Linked DNA regions of Mus musculus: regions 1 and 3 are each linked to region 2. A link is a contact called in public Hi-C and HiChIP or PLAC-seq data. All regions are on one chromosome and are shown on one strand. Each heading gives the region's core, a stretch centred on a gene start, on an enhancer-like site or on the middle of the called end of the contact. The rest is flanking DNA. Distances are from core to core; before and after follow the strand shown.

Evidence for each region. A called contact is a pair of places that touch in the nucleus more often than the background predicts. HiChIP or PLAC-seq counts read pairs in DNA pulled down with a chosen protein or histone mark.
Region 1: a contact with region 2 is called in an H3K27ac HiChIP or PLAC-seq map of the NIH/3T3 cell line, with 2.3 times the contacts expected there. The contact joins the enhancer-like site here to the promoter of Enthd1 in region 2. A contact is called at or near these places in 6 of 39 promoter capture datasets (3T3-L1-derived adipocytes, the C10 cell line, the HPC-7 cell line and 3 more), 1 of 484 Hi-C or Micro-C datasets (embryonic fibroblasts), 1 of 115 datasets of contacts at active chromatin or transcription factors (the NIH/3T3 cell line) and 4 of 9 other capture datasets (adipose tissue, liver, macrophages and 1 more).
Region 3: a contact with region 2 is called in a Hi-C map of CD8 T cells, with 2.3 times the contacts expected there. The contact joins the enhancer-like site here to the promoter of Enthd1 in region 2. A contact is called at or near these places in 1 of 39 promoter capture datasets (pre-B cells), 2 of 484 Hi-C or Micro-C datasets (CD8 T cells and large pre-B cells) and 1 of 9 other capture datasets (pancreatic islet).

Annotation. Positions count from the first base shown.
Region 1 is chr15:80,412,753-80,416,445 of GRCm38.p6, forward strand. No RefSeq gene overlaps it. Among named protein-coding and RNA genes, the nearest start is that of Gm41363, 14 kb to the left of the region's middle. Within about 2 kb of position 1,754, at least 24 of the 459 cell types and tissues checked have an H3K27ac peak or open chromatin away from gene starts, as enhancers often do. A contact at or near this core is called in the NIH/3T3 cell line and embryonic fibroblasts, where this site is marked.
Region 2 is chr15:80,558,943-80,562,924 of GRCm38.p6, forward strand. Enthd1 (ENTH domain containing 1) reads right to left here and starts at 1,528. Exons shown (of 6, transcript NM_001163189.1): 1 at 1,062-1,528. The coding sequence starts at 1,410.
Region 3 is chr15:80,813,185-80,816,947 of GRCm38.p6, forward strand. All of the region lies in intron 4 of Tnrc6b (trinucleotide repeat containing 6b), which reads left to right. Among named protein-coding and RNA genes, the nearest start is that of Tnrc6b, 100 kb to the left of the region's middle. Within about 2 kb of position 1,812, at least 111 of the 459 cell types and tissues checked have an H3K27ac peak or open chromatin away from gene starts, as enhancers often do. A contact at or near this core is called in CD8 T cells, where this site is marked.

The DNA of each region.
Region 1 (3,693 bases), core at 504-3,003, 150 kb before region 2:
GCATGCACACACACAAACACATAAACACATGCATGCATGTGCATGCACACATGCACACATACACATAAACACATGTATGCATATGCACACACACACAAACACACACATGTGTATGCATGCACCCCCTTTCTTCTTTCCTAGTCAGCCCCTCTCCTCTTCTTCAGTTGGAAAATTTTGCAGCCTTTTAGTAACCTCCTGATGCCCACCAAAAGCCAAGCCGGCGCTGACTCTGCATGGTCCTGCTGCCCTTTGTTTTGGGCTTTTCCTAAAGATCCAGTCAAGGGACCAGTAAAACATCTTTGAGCTTCTCCCGTGTCCTTCAGACCCCATCTCTTCCTCCTCTATTTTCCACTCCAAACCCTCATTTCTTGGATCTGTTCAGGGTCCCAACAAAGTCCTTTCGCCTCTCTGTTGAAGCTGTCAGCCACCTGGCAGAGGCCGTAATCAGAACACCATGGGCAATTGATCCCAACAAGCTTAAGACATCCTGTTCCAGGAGAAGGCCCTGCTGACAGCAGAAGCAGCTGCTGTGGCTGCTGGCAAGCCTCCTGTAGAGGCATCTGCCAGGCCCCTCCACCCCTCATTCGAGATAGGCCCTGGTAGAGAAGCTTGCTGGGTGATCCGGGGATATGGCTACCTCCCTCCCCAGTCAAAGAGCTGGGACCTGGGGGCATCCCTAAGAGATATCCAGAGGATTTGAGAGTTCCAGGGTAGTAGAGGTGGGCAGCCTGGGGTGCTCAGGTGGTTGATTTATGAGGGCAGATTAAAAAGATGGATGGTCTGTCCCTTAGCCAAGAAATGAGTCTTGTTGTAGTCCTTTGAAGGGCATGAAGGTGGAGGAGGGAGACGCTTGCCGAGGAGTGCAGTGGAGTAATGAGGAATAATGGTTTGAAACAGGGCTGAATACCAGGAAGGTACTTTGTCTCTGAAGCCCGTGAGGGATCGCAGTGTCTCCCACAGCAGGAGCAGGGCTTGCCTTCTTGGATCATGGATGCTGATGGATCAGGCATGGGAAGCCCATAGATGAGGCAGAATCAAGCTCTCCCAACAGTGCTATCTGCCGCCTCGGCTGGTCCTGGAGTTGTCCTCTTCTCACTGAATCCTGAAATGGGCCAGGCTCAGTCTGCAGCCCCATTGGTGGGAACACCTGAGGCTATCTGTGGGTGGAGGCCATGATGGCTCTCAAGATTGACAGGCATGGTGGGAGGAAAGCTGCCAGTGTGGCTTGAGTCTCATCTATCCTTGGTGATCGGCCTTAATCTGGATCCTGTGGGAGGGAACCGTGGGCATGAGCACCCACGACAGAGACCACCTGGGGCTCAAGTGAATGTTAAGGAGGGGGAAATGCAGGCACCATGCAGGCCCATCTCAGAGCTCAGCATTCTGCTTAGAAGTCCTTCGAGGAAGCCCTAAACAAACAACTACAGGGGACTGACCTGCTTCCTGCTTGGCGCATGCCCAGTGGGCAAAGCGCCAGAAGGCTAGGAGAGCTTCCCTGGCCACTTTGCTGTATTCATGGAAAGCATTTTGTGAGATGTCTGAGATACATTCTGGAACTGAGGAATCCAGACCATTCGTAGGGGAGCGGAGGATATCTTGGAACTGACTGCAGCCACCATGAACGGATAGTTGAACTTTCCTAAACTAATGGCCCGCCGGCACGGTGCTTGTGCCTTCCTTGGGTTCAGATACCACCCCCAGCCCCGACAGGGTTCCATACATCTCTGAGTAATTGGGCCATGCGTGCCAAAGCCAGTTCCTGCCTGGAGGAAATGGCTGTGACTCAGTTCTGATTCAATGCCCAGCCCGTGTATGTGGGCTGTGCTGGTTGAGGTATCTTCCCAGGAGATTTGGGACCCTGGGATGTGTGGGCTGCAGGGTATGCCCCCCTCGCTCATGCCCTGCTGTGCAGTCCATGTTGACTGGGTGTTTACTTGGGCGTGGGATGCCTTGGGAGACAGAAGTGAGTCTTCGAAGAGAGAAAGGAGGCCTGTCCAAGACGAACTATGTGGCTGCTACGTGGGCTTGAGCCCTGGCAGATCTGACTCCAGGGCCCATTCTCACATCCATCTGCTGCTGCTCCCCAAACTTTGGGAGGTGGGGTGCAGACCTCACCAGGAGAGAGGCAGATCTGCCTGGATTAGCTGCCTTGTGGTCAGTCATGAGACCTTGTGTGAATTGCTTCACCCATGATCCCAGCCTCATTTGGGAAGAGGAAAACCTTCCCTACAGCCTTCTGCCTATATGGATGGGCTTCTAGACAGTCAGTGCCCTTAGGTGACGGTCACATGTGCCTCTTGCCTTATGAGAACCAGCATGGGTATGGTTCCCCCCCCCACCTCTGCCCCTCAGTCCTTTCAAGGTCCCTGGGCTACAAACCAAGGATGCTGAGCTCCTTGTGGAAAGCCCAGCCCTACACAATGTCAGTGTTATCCCAGTCTGCCCAGAAGGCCCGTCCCCACACTTAGGTGCCTACTTGTCTCAGCCTTGCTCTGTACTTGGCTTCTTTCTGGATGGCAGAGAGCAGCTGCCGGGGCACCAACTCATTTGTCAGCTTTTAATTCCCTGTGGAAGGTGGGGTGTGACAGACTGGATGAGCATCGACAGCCAAAGCAGAAGGTTCACCCTGCCTCCGTGCCTGTCTGCCAGGCCCCACAAGCACTGTTGTAAGAGTCTTACTTCTCAGGGTGACCTTCTGGCTCTGAACAGATACAGGGTGAAATGTTTAGCTGCAGGGCTACTGGAAGAAAGTAATAATATTGGAGAAAATAATGATGATGATGATGATGATGATGATGATAGTAGTAGTAGTAATATAAAATCAGGAGGAGGCAGAAGCTGCCCAACACACCCAAACAAGATTTCTCATTAGTTTGAAGGATGGACTAGGAGTCTAGCCCATAATGAGAAAAATGGATTGAGTCCTGATTAAGTTGTCAGGGGACCTGAAGCCATCCTGCAGCTCCAGCATGTGCTGACCTTCACAGAGGCCCCCCAATACATTCAGCTTCCAATCCAAAGAGTCTCTGCCCAGGATGGATGATTTTGAAGTCCTCTGTTAGCCTACTAACTACCTACCAACTATCTGTCGGCTGCTCCAACGTAGGATTTGATCCCCCTGCCTCACAGATGTTGTGGGAAGCAGTATACTGGTTGGAGGCACGGTGTCTGCTCCTGTGGCTGTAGCCCTTTGACTGGTCGGTGACATTGTTATTTGGGACCTTTGTGTTGTGGCTGCTGAATGACCATTAGTGTCCGGCCTGTACAGTGCTCTCAGGGACACTCATTGTGAGCCAGTTGGGCTCTTCCTGAAGCCCTGTGTTTTCTGTTGCACTGGGGCAGCTGGTGACAGGCCAACTTCCCCAAGACCAGTCGTCTGGCCAAACTTCTGGTGGATCCAGGACACTTGCTTCCCTATGGGATACTACGGGATGGAGGCAGAACTATAGCTCATCTGGAGCACTGCCCTCACCCCCCAAAGTGTGTGTGTATGTGTGTGTGTGTGTGTGTGTGTGTAGATGTTCATGTCCACGTGTGCATGTGTAGAGACCAGAGGTGCATGTTGAATGACTTCTTCCGTTATCGTGCTCCATCTTGTATGTGTGTGTGTGTGTGTGTGTGTGTGTGTGTGTGTGTGTGTGTGTGTGTAGATGTTCATGTTCACGTGTGCATGTGTAGAGACCAGTGGGTGTG
Region 2 (3,982 bases), core at 278-2,777:
TTACATCTGGAAAAAGTAAAACTATAAAGACCAGTGGCATCCAGGGCAAAGAGGGTGAGGGCAGGTCACAAGGCATCCTCGGGGAAGCGAAAGACCCTGTGTTATACTGGGTGGTTGACACAGGACAGTATGTCTTTCCAAAACCTACAGAACTATGATACAACTAAACTGAACATCAGTAGTAGTGTCAACACTGGCTGCCACTTGTAGCAAGTGTACCTCACTGATCTTAGAAACTGGAGAGATGATGTTTTGGTGGAGAAGGGTTCATAGAAACTATTTTTGTCTCATTTTTTCATTTCTTTAAAGTTATCATTTTAAAATGCAGTAACCATGGAGAGTAGAGTGAACTGTATTTTCTTCTTATGACTTAAAACCTATCACTTTAGGCACAATTATAACTTTGCATTTCTAACACAAAGGAAAGGAATGTTGGCTCTTTTCTTTGCAAATTTGGCACCAATCCACTTCAATACTCTATACCATCTTCCTATGCCATCGCCTTTCTACACCCAGAATTATCTTAAGACCTGAATTTCTGTGCTTCAGTTAAGTGAGCTCATCTCCATAGCCTTCGGAGATTCCAGAGTCCCTAGAAACACTTCCCTAGTTTATGACTAAATTCCGACTTAATTATACTCGTGAATTACAGTGACATCAACACACAAACGGCAGCGTCTCCTCTCTTCATTTGCTGTATTTACTTTTCTGTGAGGCGTCACTGGATCAGGACCTGCGTGTGTTCTGTGCTCTTTTGAAAACAAACACACTCTTCTCCCAAGTGCCACAGTCAATCAGAGGACGGAAATGAGAACCACAGCGGTCGGAGGAAAACAGTGGCTGGGACATCTAAGGACAACTCTTTAAGCCCAGGGTGATAACAGGGTGCACATCAACCTAGCGCGAGGGAGGTTGGGACTGGAGGGCAAGCTCAGGACAGCCTAGGCTACATCACAAGGCACTCAAAAATTGAGAACCGCCTTGCTCCAGTTGAAGATTTAAAACACTGCTATACACGCCTGTCCTTACAGGCACACTGTCGAATTTTTACAAACTGTTACCTTGGTCTTTGCCCGCTTCATCTATGTGTTGAAAATCCTTTAGCATTTGAAGGTTACAGACGCCCTCTCTGCAATACTGAATAACTTTCCTGGAGCCGTTCTTGATGAGGTAGTCCATCAGGGCGAGGGATTTGTACACGTGGCGCCAGTTCTTCCCGTGGTCGCTGAGTCGCTGCCACAGCATGTGCATGATCTCCGAGAGGGAGGCCGCATTGAAAGTCATGTCACTGATAGCTAACATCAGAGAGCTAGAGGGGCCCCAGGGGTCATTGGAAGTTGCTTCCCTGACTTTTTTTTCGGCATCTGAGTAATTTTTCACGAAGTTCTTCACTTGCCTCCTGAATGACATAGCTACAGTGAGTCTGAGGAGGGGGTGGAGGTGGGTGAGAGCGATGGGTCAGGAGTGACTGGTTTACAGAGCGCCTGACAGATTCGTCCCAAGTTCTGCCGCTCTCAAACACAAATGATTCATCTCCACCTGGTAAAGTATCGATTTCCTGCAAGGAAAGTACAAAAAATGTGGTGTAAGTTCCTCAAAAAAAAAAAAAAAAAAAATGTCTACAGGAGACCAAGTTAGTCTGAAAAAAAAAAAAATTTTAGTTTCCAAGAAAGCCTGTCACATCACCAGCCTGAGGAAGGAAAGGACTCTATATAGGTGTGCTTAGGATAAACACGGGAAAATCCCTCACAAGACTGACCTCAGCTATCCAGAGAATATAGGTAGTCTATCTGCTCCTAAAAGGTTCTGCAGAAAATATTGCTCAGCTCCCTTGACAAGGAGTACGAGTTTAAAGACGTACACACAGAGGAGACAGATTCATAGTTCAGGGGGAATTTGCACTCTGACACCTCTTTCTTAACAAAAGCTGTTGTTATACACACTGTGTCCTGGAAATAATTTGAATGGTGGTGAAAATTGAGTGTGAGGTCCTCCTCGTACCCAGAACCCTGTTCCCTGCAGAACCATGAAGCACTCTGATCAAACCTGAGTAGGTGCTGCTCTCTGGTCTATCTAGAGAGCCGGCGTTAAGATAAATACTCTACCTCCTGTGGATTACAGCTAACACAGTATCCAAAGCAGCATCTTAGCCTAGCAAACTAGAGGGAAAGCTTCGATTACTTTCTTTACTCGCTTTCAGGGAAAAAAAGGTGTGGTTTTAACATTCAACAGTATCAAAGTGCTATTTATAAATGACATGGCGTGAGGAACTCCCTTAGGCCTGGAGTGATTAGCAGGAGTCTGACAGCTTCCCCATACATAGAAGAGGAAGCATTTAGGTTAATATAAAAACGCATTCAAACTTAAACCGGTACTCGGCCCTAAGAATTCGCAAGATACTTGAGAATTACCAGTTTCTGATTTACATGAAACTCCCTTCCTCTTTTTCATTACTCTGCAGGAAGGTGAGTCACTTAGTTTGTAATTTCTCTGGTGATTCACCTCCGACAGGGACAAAGGCACTGTGCCAAATTGATTTCAAGCCCTGATGAGCATCCAGACCCAACGAAGTCTAGATGAACTATAATCAGATTTTGCTATCAAAGCTGCACCCATCCAAAAGAAAGAAAAAAAAATCAAACTCATAACGACTGTTTGGTATTTTTAGTTTTGTTTCCTTGGCCTCCTCAGCTTCTAGCTCACGCCTGATTAATCTGTGTATCAAGGGAAAACATAATTTTCAGATGCATGGTTAAATGAACTATCACCTTAAAAAAACAAAAAACAAAACCAGATCATTAACCCTTTCAGCCCCTCTACCTTTTGATTTAAACCCAATGCAGTCTGAAATAAATTAGATACAAAATATAATTGCTTTAATAAGATTTCTCAGAAAGAGACCATATCCTATGAAGAAAAAGAAAGTGTGTTTCTGTGATGTTCTGGTTGTCTCGTATGCACCCGGAATGTGAACATTTCGTCTGACTTCCTCCTGCAGTGAAAACCTGATTTATAATGGTTCAGCACACTATTAAAATTTTCAATTTCTACTGTCCTTTTTCCCCTCCACCAAACTCACTCAATGCAGAGCTGCACCATAACACCAGCCTAGAATAACAAATATTGATCCATGTCTTCACAGATCTATTTTTTCTTTAAAAAAAAAACTGCCTTAGAATTATAACTTGCTGGAATTGAACAGTTGTTAAAAACTCTTTTGTTTTTATGGCTACCTATCTATATTTTGGAAAGACTGCATTTATTATTCATTTTTCCTATATTCTCTAAACTGCATCCTCAAATTTTGGAAGCATTTTCGTAAACAAATTTTCTGTTTTCTGAAAAAAAAAATTAAGAGCCTTCTAACCCAAAACAGTAGTTTAAAATGGATGTGCCTAACACCGTGTCAAAACTAAATACACTCTCAACTGTTACAACAAAGAAAAAAAAGTCTAGATAGGTCAATTAATATCACTTGTCACACAGAGTGCCATGAACATATAATGAGGCACCATTCGGCCATAAAGAATTCAGTAGCTGGTGTTAGTTGTACATATTGTGAGCTGATTATGTTTAAGACACTCAGCTATAGAGAAATGCTGTTTCCTGTTTCCTCTAGGTAACCTGTGGATTGTAATTACAGTCATGTGCTGCACAGATGCCTCAGGCAAGGATGTCATACATGATTGTGGTCACACAAAATTACATCACCTAGTGACATCATAGCCGTCTGAGACTGGGTAAGGACACCCTATGTCTGTGTCCATCTAATTGTGCATGTCTCAGGATGTGCCCCTGTCATTAGGCTCCTTGTGACTATATGGCATCTGAGACAAAAATCGGTGGCAAGGAGGCAAGTTTCCACACTTGACTCTCAGTTGTCTGGCCACCTGTGTCACCATCACACTGGGAAATAAGAGGGAGAAAGGCAATTCATGTCTCCGATTCATCATCCCTCTGATCTCTTATCTCACTGTAAAGG
Region 3 (3,763 bases), core at 562-3,061, 250 kb after region 2:
GATGCCCTCTTCTGGTGTGTCTAAAGACTGCTACTATGTGTTCATAGACATTACATACATACATACATCTTTAAAAAGGAGTGGCAAGTAGATTGTTAAGTCATATTACAGACATTTCTTTCTTTTTGTTTGTTTCATTTATTTTGTTTGCATGTGTGCACACAGGCAAACATATATGTCTGCCATGGCATGCATGTGGGGTCAGGGGACAACTTACAGGAGTCAATTCTAGGGATCCAACTCAGTTGGTGAGGCTTTACAGCATGTGCCTTTCCTGCTGGACTGTTTCACCAACTCAAGTTTTTATTTTTGGGACATGGTCCGTATCCCAGGCAGGGCTCCCGATTTCTTTCAGTCTCAGCTTCCTGAGTGCTAGGATTAAACACTATATCTTATGTATGGTTTAGCTGGCCTGCTTGTCAGCCTTTATGAGTTATGGATAATGGCATGGCAAAATTTCTAACATACTACGTTTTAATTTTAATTTTCACCTTCTACTGTTGTATTTTAAATGACAAAGTTTTTAATTCTGGCAACTGGACATCAATTGTCGCTGTATCCCTCTGAAAGATAAAATGTTTCTTGTATTCACTCTACTCCAGTAACTGAGGCCCTAGCTAGCAGCTCACTGGCCTACTCTGCTATGCTGACCCTATCAGCACTTGGGGGGAGGGGGTCCTTCTCAGCTACCCTAAACTTACAATCCTTCTGCCTGGCCCTTTCCAGGACTTAGGCATAAATGAGCTTCTGAAGTCAGGGCTGTTGTATGTGCAGTTGGCCCAGAGTTGGGCCAGTCACAGTGCTGGGTACCTCAGCTTTTTTCTAAGGTACTGACTGGGGCAGTGATACCTTCCTCAGGAAGTTGCTCTAGGGGTTGTCTGAGTTTGTTTTGAAGTGTTTAGCATATTGTTGGCTCTCAGTTTTTGTTTATTAGTGTTTCAGGATAGTGTTGTTGGATAGCATTGGCTATCTGGAAGAGTTGTTTAGGTTTTCTCCCTGTTCCCATTTATTTTTGAGATAGTATCTTACTTAACACTACAGATCAGGCTCCCTAGCTGGAATTTGTGAGTGACTCTCCTACCTCAGTCTCCTGAGTGCTCAGATTACAAGCATATACCACCTCAGCCAGCTAGAGCTGTGTCTTGATGTGTTTTATAATTAAAGAACAAACAACAATAACAACAACAAAAAACCCTGGATTTTGCCAGATGGTGGCACACACCTTTAATTCTAGCACTTGGGAGGCAGAGGCAGGTGGATTTCTGAGTTCAAGGACAGCCTGTTCTACAGAGCGAGGTACAGGACAGCCAGGACTACACATATGTGTAGAGCATATGTGGCCCTACTTAGCCCTGTCTCAAAAACACACACATAAAAACTGGGTTTTAAAGAAAGCAGGGGTGTGTGTGTGTGTGTGTGTGTGTGTGTGTGTGTGTGTGTTTAGCTTGCTTGAACTGACATCCATCTGAGGAAGTGGAGAGATTATGGATGGACAAGTCACAGAGCAAGAGGAGTGACTGGGCAGCAACTAGAAACATGAAAAGACTGTTTTCTAGAGGCTCTTGTGACGTGAAGTCTGCCTGGGAGAGTGAGGACAGGGGTGTGGTGTACATACTCCAGGCCCGGGAAGAGTCAAGCCGGGATCTGGGGAAAGAGGTGTACATTAAATTAAGCTTTGGGACATGGTCTACATTTGCTAGATGGTTAGTGTAACCTAAGGAGACAAAGGAAGGGGCTGGAGCTAGAGCAAGCTTGGGAGCTTTCAGTTTATGCGAGACAGATGAGAACAGGAAAAGGGCTGGTGCAAGAGAAGCCCACACAGGAAGTTGGGAAGCGCTAGGCCAAGGTAAGCCCTCTATTGCCGAGTGCCTGTCTATCACATCACCTTCTCATCTCTTCCTGCCATTACTTTGAGTAGGCTCAGAACCAGAACTTGTTCTGTTAACTAGTACCTACACAGCTTCCGATACCCAGTTAGTTCTCAGTGTTGTTGAGTGGGTAAGCGAGTTTATTGAGTATTGTATGTATGCAAGGAGCTTTGCTAGTATCTAGGGATAAAGCTGTGAGCAAAAATGGAGTTTTAAAAACCCCTGCCCTTGTTAGACTTTTATTCTCCTGAATGAGAATGCTGTCATTAAAAAGTGGACAGGGCTGAAGGCATCATCCATAAACTGAGCCTGTATCCCAAAAGGCACTTGTTAAAGTTACTAACTTGGAGCTGGAGAGATGACCCAGCGATTAAGAAGGCTTATTACTCTTCCAGAAGGCCGGAGTTCAGTTCTTAGCACTCCATATTGTATAGTTCACAACCACCTGTAACTCCAGCAAATCCAATACATTACTTCTTCTGGTCAGTCTCTCCCCTCTCCCTCCCCCTCCCCCTCCCCCTCCCTCTCTTTCAATTTGGAACCTGGGAAAGATTACTGGGGGGAGGGGGAGTGTTCCCCCATTCACTTGTAGCTTATCTTTTTGCTACTTTGTGGGTCGTTTCTTTTAACCTTTTCCACCCCCTTTCTTCAACCATTTCAACCCCTAACACTAGACTAGAGAGGAAAGGAAAGAGATCCTATAATAGCCTCAGGGGTCAGAAAGAGGGTGATGTTATCACTAAACTATTTCCTGTTAGTTAAGGGCACCGAGTTCCTTGGGGCAAGTTTGATCTTTGCAGTCAGGATATCTAATTTTTTCTTCTTCTGTTCTTTCTTCTTTACTCACAACTACTTAACAAACTGCAACAAACCAACAACCCAACAACCTCTCAGGGTCCTAGCATTTATATACCCTCTAAAAAGTCCCCAGTATTCCAAATGTCACATAATCACAGAAACTATCTGCAGCTGGCAAAATTACACTCCTGCTAGAGCATGAGGCAAATCATAGTCAGCTGCTATGGGCAATTTGAAGCAGCCCCATATCCCATACCTAGAATTAAACGAAAAACATATTTCTATAATATTTCTGTGTCTTTTAAAGAAACCAAAATTCTCACTACATTCACTGGCTCTGTTAAATAGGAGGTGGAGTGTTAAATAGAAAAAGGGAGGCAGAGGAAGACGATATTTAAGAGTAGCCCCTCTCCCTGCCAGAGCCCTGTTGAGAAGCGGGCAGGCTCTACTGGTAATTGCTGTGGACATGTAGGGTTCTCTGCTGGTGTGTCAAGGTGAAAGACAGTTGGGGTTATCTGAGTCCCAGTGAAGATCTGCTTGAGAAGATCTGCATAGGATAAGTGGGGTTGGGATGTGGGCATGTTCATGGGTGCTTAGGCCAAGTTTGGAATAAACTAAAAACCAGTATAGGAAACAGCCTGAAAGAAAAAGAAAACTAGGTTGCCCGAGGTAGAACTTCATATATTAGAAGGATAAGCTGAAGTGATTCTATCTTGTAATTGTTTTGTGAACCAGGCAGGCTGTTTCTAACAGATCTTTATATACTATAGATCCTTTGTTCTTACCAAAGATCTGGTGAGCTGTGCTAAGTGGTTAGATAGGAAGTGATCCTAACAGCCTTAGCTGTTGAGTTTGGGTGCTTAAGCACTGATATTTGGTGATGGGGGAAGGTGGTTAGAAGGAACTTCTCTGGCCAAGGAACTTTGCAGTGGCGTATTAAAATTTTCTGAACCAGCTTTTCTTATATCAAAGTAATGTTGAGAAGAATGGGGAAGGGGACCATAGGCTGTCCCCTCCCCCCAACCACCTCCCACCCCCGTTTTTAAAATATGTATTTATACTTTGTTTTCTTTGAGATAGGATCTCAACTATGTAGC